Regions from separate parts of the Sus scrofa genome. Here all the other regions are linked to region 2. The links are chromatin contacts, called in public Hi-C maps. All regions are on one chromosome and are shown on one strand. Each heading gives the region's core, a stretch centred on a gene start, on an enhancer-like site or on the middle of the called end of the contact. The rest is flanking DNA. Distances are from core to core; before and after follow the strand shown.

Region 1 (3,166 bases), core at 269-2,768, 230 kb after region 2:
CCCAATCCTGTTCCCTCGTGAAATTAATCACTCTTTGGCACTTTCAGGCTTTTTTTTTTTTTTTTCCTTTTCTTCTTTTTTAGGGCCGCACCCCGCTGCGTATGGAGGTCCCCAGAATAGGGGACCAAATGGAGCTGTAGCCGCGGGCCTACAGCACAGCAACGCTGGATTCCAGCCGCGTCTGAGACCTACACCACAGCTCACAGCAACACTGGATTCTTAACCTACTGAGCCAGGGATTGAACCCGCGTCCTCATGGATACTAGTCGGGTTTTGTTAACCACTGAGCCACGACAGGAACTCCAGGCTGTATTTCTTACACTTTTCTTATGGCTCCAATTTCAACTTCTCATTTAGTTGAGTATATTCACGTCTAAGCAGTGGATACAAATTGTTACACATTGTGAAGTAGATGGCAAAATTCAGCTTAAATAGACTCAAATTCGCGACCATAAAATAGAAAAGGTTAAGTGCCACAAAGGGGGCCTTGAGAGTTAGGAAATTCTACTTACTTGATTACATACTAGCTTCCTTTCTAGAATGAAAACAGCCAGAGCACACTAGCCTGATGTTTCAGACTTGGAATAGCAGGCTTAGGAGGCATCTATTTATTCATTCCACAATTATTTGCCAAGCACTGTTCAAGATCACAAAGTTCAACAGGGCTTGGCGGAGGGAAAGAAAACAGATGTATATAAAAATGATGACAATAATCTGATCAGTGCTAATGAGAGCATTTCGGACAAATATACTCAGGGTGCCCAGAGGATGCAGCGGGTAGGCACCCACAAGCTGAACGAAGAATAAACCAATGACCTTACCAAAGAACTCCTTTTGGCGTCAACCACGGTAAAAACAGATACCGAGAAAACGAAACTGCAAGACCCCAGGGTGCATCCTGGGGCTGCTGACTTGGGCTGCCGGCGTCACAGGCACTCGGTCAACACACGTGTACAGAGCACCCACTGTGAGCCAGGCACAGCGCCAGACGAACCACGGCGGGGGTCCCCAGGGTAGAGTCTCAGGGCTACTCTAGCGGCGTAGAGGAGGCAAGGAGGGCTTCTAAGACGTCACTTCTAAGTAGGATCTTGGGGTCTGGATGACACTTCAGAGACTGAGTCCCGCCACCCCGAGCAGTACACCACTGCAGTATTTGGGGAGGGGGCGGGTTAATCCACCCAGAAGCCCCAGCCAGAATCCCAAGGACTCCGCACCTCCTCCTACCCCTGCCGCAAGCCCATCCCCGAAGCGAAACTCACCGGAGGCCACAGATGCTGTCAACGTAGAGTCACCTTAGCTCTGGTGGAAGACCAGCCTCTAGCAAACCCCTCGCCCTGGCTCTAATCCGCTAGCTTCTTCCTAGTCACAACCGAACACTGGAGGCCTGAAGCCATTGAAGAGCAGCCTCCCCCTTCAATCGCCGGGTAGTAGCTGGCCTAGTAGGGGGGGCCATGGCGGCTGGGGGCAGGGCGAGGGGGCGGAAGTCTCCTCCTTTCTCAAGCTAGGTTGAGAAGTCCGCCTGCAGTTGCAAATACTATACGGCTGTTTAAAAGCGGGCGCCAGAGGTGGCGGGAAGTTCCTCCTGTGCGTCCATTGGTGGACTTGTGAGCCAATTACAAAAGGGTTCACTGCAGAGGGGGCGGGTTTATCGGTTGCATAGAGACGCCCTAGCACCTGGCCTCCTGCCTGTGAACTGGTCTTACCCAACCCCACCTGGTGCAATGCTCCTGCCCTCCGCGCTCCCCACTCCTAAATATCAGTTCTCAAGAGCGGTACACAGAATCCTTCGCTTCCCCCACCGAATCCACCTTGGAGGTTTTTGTATCTATCCTTCAGATTCTCTAAATTGCCTTAACAGCCTTAGAGGTTGTTTCACTTTGTCTTCTTGCTTACTAGATCCCACCTTGTTTGAATTTGTGTTTCTTTAATTACTGATGGGATGACACGTGTTTATTGACTACTTGAATTTCCTAGAGTGTGAATGTTCCTGTCACTCAGGTATATGTTAACCTGACCTTTAAGACAATGCTCTCCAGTCCGGAATAAATCCCATTACGGTATCTACCTTCCTGGGATAAAAGGGTCTCAGAAGAGCTCCTGCTGTAGTGCAATGGGATCGGCAGCATCTTGGGAACTCTGGGAGGCAGGTTCCATCCTTAGCCCGGCACAGTGGGTTAAAGGAACTGGCATTGCCGCAGCTGCAGCTTAGTAATTCGTGGCTCGGCTCGAAATTGATCCCTATCGCCGTGGGCGGCTGGGGGGTGGGAAGCGGGAGGTGGGGGAGGCGAGCGGGAGATGGGGACGCGGGCGGGGGGTTTTCCCAGAGACGCTCATGGAGTTGGTAGCAGTAAGTTCACACTAGTTTTAATTCTTTCCCATATACACTAGTATAGAGTAAAATAGTTGTTAAAAGTTGTCCATAGTCTGGCTCGTTTTCCTTTGCTACCTCACCATTCCACTTTTGGATACCAACACGAACCACTGCAACCCCATCAACTAAGCATAAGGGCCTGGCACATAAAATGCACTCAGTCCATAGCACTAGATGAATGAAACCTCTGGCCTGGCTCCCTGAGGTTCTCAGAATGCTTTTGGTTTGCTCAAACTCTATCTTTCACCTACAGTGCCCCTACTTAACTTCCCCAGCTACTCAGTCTCCAAGATAGATGAGCACATCCCCTGAAGTCTTTGATGACACATACCTCCCAACCTTGGTAGAAATGATCCTTCTCCCCTCTGGATATGGTGTATTCATCTCATTATAATCCTCATTATCTACTATAATTAGTTGCTGTGTAATCTTTCACTCAGTCCAGCGTCAATATCTTGAGACACTTACTTTGCTTCTTGGACACTTCATGGCCCCTGGAAGGCACTAAAAACAACTTTAATAAATGAGTAAATGAATAAATGAACAAATAAAATGAAGGATTTTTGCACCAGAAAAAGCAAATAAAAGGCATTTAAGTAAATGGCAGTTGTTGAAATCTGAGACAAGGTATGTTAGAACTAGGCAGGGGCTTTCCGTGTCTCGCTGCAGTGCATCAGCAAAAAAAGCTGTGTGTAGTGTCCTGTGCTGAGGGCGACAGTGATATGGTACAGCAAGAATGCTAAGCAGTCCCTGCCCACAAACAACTGGTTTTTATATGAAAGGAAAAAAAAAGTT
Region 2 (2,938 bases), core at 269-2,768:
AACACTTGCCCTGCTCTGCTTCCAGCATAGATATCTGAAGGAAAAAATCAGTTCCCAATTTTAATAAGCATAACTTAGAAGAGAGCCAACTATTAATTATGTGTCTTCTCTGCCTTCTCTGACTGTCCTTAAATCCCTTTCTCTCCTTGCTCGCTTATAAACAGAGCATCTACAAAGATGCCCACAAGGCAAGTACTCTCCCTACACACAACCGGAATTGGTATGAAGGGAAAGGATGGGCTGCTCCTCTTCTCAGTCGCAGCTCCTCCCCCTTCTTCCTCAAAGAACCCTCTGGCCTCCCAAAATCTGCCTCGACAATGGCCCAAGATTCTTTTTAGCCGTGACCTATCTTCTGTGGCAGAAATCCCTAAAGAGTGGAAGCAAGGCGGTTTAGTTGCGAGGACGGGTAACCCTTGCATCTCTAGGATGACCCCAGGAGGTCTTGTCAAGGAGGCTTATACTTAGATCCTGATACTCAGGAGAGAGAGGGGACACCCACACCAAAGGAGCTGGCCCTTTCCATTACCCTTTAAGCGCGTCGTGTCCTCCGCCACCTCTTCTCTTGGCCCGACTGGCTCTGGTTTCCTTCCCATTCCCAGCCTCCAAATTGGCGTCTGCCCCATGGCTCGTGTAGGACGCTAAGAGCACGGTAAATCCCAGGGCGACCTCCAGCAGCCTCCCTCGCCGCATGATGCCGAGAGGCCACCGGCTCCTGCCGCCTCTAGCCGCGTCCCGGGCTCGGTCCGCGGCCGCCGCTGCGCCCTGGAGCGCGCCGCGCCGCCGGGGTCCCGCTCTCCCGCCGCCGTCCCCCGGGCCGGGCTCCTCCCGCCTTCTCCAGGCGCTGCTCCCACTTCAGGCGGCCCCTGCCAGCTGCAACAGACAAATCGCCGAGGCGGGGGAGACATTCATATTCGGGGCATCAGGATGCTGAAGCCACAGGGTCCCCATTCCCGAGCCCAACCCGCGCGCCGCCTGCGCGTGGCGCAGTTACTTTGGGTAAGTGAAGACCGTTTGGTCTACAGCTGGCTGAAAAGCCCAGGCCCCCGGCGGCAGCAGCTCCAGCCAACCCCTCGGCCTCCCGGGCGCCGCCTGAAGAGAAAGCCGCAAAGTCCCCATGTTCCGAGCTGCTCTAAACCCCGAGGCGAGCTCGCTGGGTTTATTTTTCACTGGCACGAATTGCGCACGATGCGCGCTCTGACGCCCCAGCTCCCCAGCCTGTCCTCTCCGCCAAGCCGCCGGGCTGGAAGCCCGCCGCGCCATCCGCGGCCGGCTCCGGGGGCTGCCACCGCCCCCCGAGCATCTGACGCCAAGCCCGGCACCGGGAGCCCCGGGCCAGGAAGCTGTCAGGCAGGGGAGGGCCAGCGCCAGCTCTGGAAGTTCCGAGACAGCCCCTCACCCCAGTCCCTGTCCCTGCCCTTAGCGCGGCGCAAACGCAAAAGCCTCCGTGGCTAGAGATCCAGCCCCGGTGGCCGCCCGACCCCTATCGGGACCCCGGCTGCACCCACTGGAGAAGCGGCGGCTCCGGCTCCTGAGGCGGCGGCGGCTGTTCCTCGGTCCTGGCCGCGGCAGCCGCTGCCCTGCTCCGCCCGCAGCTGTCCCAGCTGTAGCCGCCTTTCCGCCTGTGGCACCCACAGTCTCTGCCGCGGCTCCCGCGGCCCCCTCCTTTCCCCACCTCTTCAAGTATCGTCTGCGCAGCGGTTTCTCGCGAGAGAAATACTTTTAAAAAAAAAAAGAAAAAGAAAATGACACCCCCTCCTACATCCCCCTCATCACCACCCCACCCCTCGGCCCCATCCATCCTCCCTTTCCACTCCCCTTTGCCAGCCACCGCCTCGGCGCGGGGGCCTCCCTCGCTCGAAGGATTAGCGCAATGGGAGGAGGCAGAGGTGATCGGGTCCTGCCTGGCCTGGGATTTTGCGTTTTGGGGTGAGGAGTTGAGGCAATGGGAAGAAGTGGAGTAGCGGTTTCGCCCGCTCTAGGGCTGGGAGATCTAGATCCGAGATTAGTCTCTCCCGTGATCTGGGAAGCCCTGCCAGCGCGGAAAGCTGTGCCACCTGCACCAAGAACGCGCGCTAGAAACTGTGGCTCCGGAGGCCCCAGCGGACCCTGCTGGAGAAGCGACGCGTCCAGGTTGCCCGTGTCTCCGCGCCGCGGCCTCACTGTGCCTCCCAGACACAGAGCGGAGGCCCAAGGCCTGGAGGCCGGGACAGGGCAGGTCGTGGGCCAGGGTGACCGCAGGGGCTGGGGTCTAGCGGCGGGGGTGGGGGCTCTGCCTTGGACACTGGCAACGAGACCCACTGGAGGCGAGGCTCATCTGAATTTCGGTTCAAGCACCCAGGCTGAACGCAAGATGATCGAAGAGTCTGAGTGGGATTCCAACCCAGAGGCCTGTGAATGTTAGCCTGGTATTTGGAGGGGGTGAAAGGATGGTCCTTTTGTCCAGCTCACATCTAAGACTTGGCTTCTCCTAGACGACCCTGTTTTACCTCCCCAAACATTACATTCATATTCTCATTTTCTCTCTCTCTCTCCCCCACTCTCCTCCCTCCCCCCCCCCCCACACACACTCACGCGCGCACACACACCTGGCTACCTCTCCAGGACAAGCTGGGCACAGTGACTTTAAGAATAGAATAATCATGGTATCCTTATATGGATAAGGCCCCGTGTTGCCTCCATTCTACAATGGTTTAGAAAGGCAGGAAATTGCACTCTGGGCCCTGGATGCTGGAACTGGAGACCCCCAGAAAATCCCCATGTAGTAGCCACCAGCTGTCAAGTCAGAAATAAGAGCTCAGCACAAATAGGAATCCTGCTGAAAGGGGTTTTCCTTATTTACAATGGTTTATGCCCAGATAATAAGGTATAGGGACCTGAGCAAGTTATTTCACTTCTTTCCAACTGCAAGATGAGAATAATAATGTTGACCATACAGGGT
Region 3 (2,923 bases), core at 208-2,707, 190 kb before region 2:
AACCAGTGGTAGCTCCCACCCTCTGTGGCTTCTATTCTCTGGAGCTAGAAAGGAGAAGTGTACTGAACTGGAATAGTAATAAATAGGAAGATGTCCACTTACACGTGTTCACGGGAGGGCACTGCTCACAGGGAGTTCCCCAGGCTTTACCCAGAGAACAGCAGCAGGAAGCCTTGGAAACACCAACTCCAATTTCATTGCTACAGGCTGTATCTCCATTGTCTCCTCGAGGTCGAACATCCAAATAGCAATTTCCAGAGCGGGTATCTGTTTACCATACACACACACAAAAGTGTCAGGCAAATTCTTCTGATGTCAGGGTTGAAAAATCAAATCTCTTCAGAGACTTTTAAAAACCACAGTTTACTAAGAAACTAAAAAGGGCCCTAACACATATACTGGAATTTACCAGGAGAAACACACACACACACACACACACACACACACACAGTATAAACCAGATTTAGGAAATGTTTAAATTTTTATACTATTACTTGTTTAAAATGCGAGAATGCAATGTTGAATGTTGCTTTTTAAAATAACAAAAGTATGTTTCTTTGAAAAGTTTGTAAGATCTTACCAACACAGCCAACTCGAGTTGGATTCAGCTCAAAATCGGGTGGACAGTCACAGGTATAGCTGCCTGGAGTGTTGACACAGTTTCCACTGATACACGTGGTTGGATCCAGACATTCATTAACATCTAAAACCAAACAGCAAGGGACAGAGTTATCCCCCAACCAGTGGGGGGCAGGCGTCACCATAAAATGGTAGTGCCAAATCTAGGGCTCCCAGCTAGAATTTTTAAGAGTTACTAGTTATAATTACCCCTAGCAATATAGTCTTCCACTTTTGAAATAAACCCCCTCAGGAAGGAAATATGTCATAGGCTTTGGTCTTTTTCCCCTGGAACATATTTAGCATTCAAATTTGTCATCAGGAGAAAATATAACTTTGGAACTCGGAAAAATATTCCAGTGAAGGTAACTGAAAGCAAAACATTACTGTGACCTCGGTCAACCAAAAATTCAGACACAGGTTTTAAGAAAATATATTTAATATGTGCAGCTTGTTATTTTATCAAATTAGAGCAAGATGTCCCAGGGAGCCCTCAGGAGCGGGCGACTTCTGCTGCTTCCCCTGCCGGGCGTGCTGGCCCTGGGCCGGGCCGGTGCAGCTGATCACAAGCGCAGACGCCTGCGAGAGGCTTAGCCTGTTCCTTCAAGCCAGCTCAGAGACTCTCTCCCATCACCCATGCTCAGTAAAATATTTCCCTTTCAGTTTCTATTCTAAAAACATGTACAGAATTCCAAATATCAAGGACATGCGTTATAACAAGTTCCATGCGTGTGCAATCCTTTTGTCTACTTTGAATACTTGCGAAATATTCAAGAACAGACAAGCTGACTCAGAGAGGAGTGAGAAAGGAAGCAGGAGGATCCCTTCCCTGGGTCTAGAGCTCAGACCTCTGACCCTCCTGGAGGTTCCATCACAGAGAATTCTTTGGCTCTAATTGAATGTGAACTTTCAGGGACAGTGCAGAAATCAGGGCAGGGGGGAATGATGCTGGTGGTGATTCGGGGCAGTGAAGAGAGGGCTTGGACCATGGAGAGGCAACTTCCTGTGGTGTGCTAGAGCCCAGCTTGGTGTCATAACAATTTTTAAGAAAAAACCAAGAGAAGAATGTGTACCTGGGAGAGAATATCTTAGTCCAGACCAATCTGGGGGAGATGGTGGTGGTGGTCATAATTGGAGAGCCGCTGAGTTAAGGTTTGTCTGGGCAGTTGGAAAAATTAGGCTTTTCCTGAACTCTTGAGCCCATACAAAATGGAACTTGTTTCCTTAGTATCCTTGAACAGAAGGGGAGACTAGGATGGAGAAATGAAAACGACTCTCTAAGTCTGAACTCAGAGCCAAAGTGAATCAGGGGATGGTCGATCTACAGAGAACCTACAGCTTTTCTAACTTTTTTCTTATATTCCTGGAGAGTGCTTTACTTTAGCAAAAAGTGATGGGAACACACTAGAAATGGATGGCTGAATTCTATGCACCATGTTCTCTGGTAACCACCAACGGGCCAGGGCTAGGAAGGAGCAAATGTCTCAGTAGAGAAGCAGAGGGGGAAACCCATGATCCCAGGGCATGGCTCGCAAAAGGAAACCCTCTGAAAATGCACCCAAGAAGAAAGGCATGTGGCAAGCCCGGCACATGCCTCTGCAGCCACGAGTTCAATCCTAAGGCTGATACCTCTGCTCCTTCAACCCTCTTTGACTCTTTCCTCTGCATCCTCATGTGTACTCAGTTCCAGGTCTGAGGAAATGGAGGCTGTGATCCATAATGCTGCCTCGCTGCTTTGCTTTTGTGACTCTGTGGCTATCCTTGTGTGGTTCTCGGATGCACCTGGGAGCAGGTTTCCACACCAATGGACGCCTTACCTGTGCAGTTCCCGCCACTTCTGTCCAATTCATAGCCGATCTCACACTCACAGCGGAACAGACCGGGGAGGTTATGGCAAGTTCCAAAGACACAGATATTCGGAAGAGAGCACTCATCAATATCTTGGGGAAGGATGAAAAAGGGGAGATATTACTTTTTTTGGCTAAAGAAGCTGCCTAATGTAATTAGGCAAATGATGTTATTATTAAGAACCTGAAAACTATCTATCACCCTTGGTCCTTCTCCAATAGACTTTTATTAGATGTTTTGTCACCTATAAGAAAGTCTCCCAGGTGAGAACTTAACTCTTCTTAGCCCCATTACACACAAAGCAGTGGGCTGAGCATTTCATGTATATGACCTCATTTCTGGTGTTTCACATAGGTCCACATGGCTTTTGTAAATTTAGAGCCAAACAAGCCACCTATACTAAATTCTTTGGCTGTTCTTATCCATACATAAATTGTTTTTGCTGTGAGTTAAAATG

The links. Hi-C and Micro-C count contacts between places; a contact is called where the count stands out from the background.
Region 1: a Hi-C map of embryonic fibroblasts shows a contact between it and region 2, with 2.4 times the contacts expected there. The contact joins the promoter of CEP152 here to the promoter of FBN1 in region 2. A contact is called at or near these places in 1 of 5 promoter capture datasets (fetal liver), 6 of 47 Hi-C or Micro-C datasets (embryonic fibroblasts, fetal heart ventricle, fetal skeletal muscle and 1 more) and 1 of 2 datasets of contacts at active chromatin or transcription factors (skeletal muscle).
Region 3: a contact with region 2 is called in a Hi-C map of subcutaneous adipose tissue, with 2.4 times the contacts expected there. The contact joins the enhancer-like site here to the promoter of FBN1 in region 2. A contact is called at or near these places in 5 of 47 Hi-C or Micro-C datasets (embryonic fibroblasts, fetal heart ventricle, heart right ventricle and 2 more) and 1 of 2 datasets of contacts at active chromatin or transcription factors (skeletal muscle).

What each region holds. Positions count from the first base shown.
Region 1 is chr1:122,874,498-122,877,663 of Sscrofa11.1, reverse strand. CEP152 (centrosomal protein of 152 kDa) reads right to left here and starts at 1,518. Exons shown (of 27, transcript XM_005659632.3): 1 at 1,260-1,518.
Region 2 is chr1:123,100,591-123,103,528 of Sscrofa11.1, reverse strand. It overlaps FBN1 (fibrillin 1), which reads right to left and starts at 1,518. Exons shown (of 65, transcript NM_001001771.1): 1 at 527-1,518. The coding sequence starts at 690.
Region 3 is chr1:123,295,130-123,298,052 of Sscrofa11.1, reverse strand. It overlaps FBN1 (fibrillin 1), which reads right to left. Exons shown (of 65, transcript NM_001001771.1): 35 at 2,436-2,558; 36 at 581-703; 37 at 103-267. Among named protein-coding and RNA genes, the nearest start is that of DUT, 170 kb to the left of the region's middle. Within about 2 kb of position 1,457, at least 5 of the 83 cell types and tissues checked have an H3K27ac peak or open chromatin away from gene starts, as enhancers often do. A contact at or near this core is called in subcutaneous adipose tissue, where this site is marked.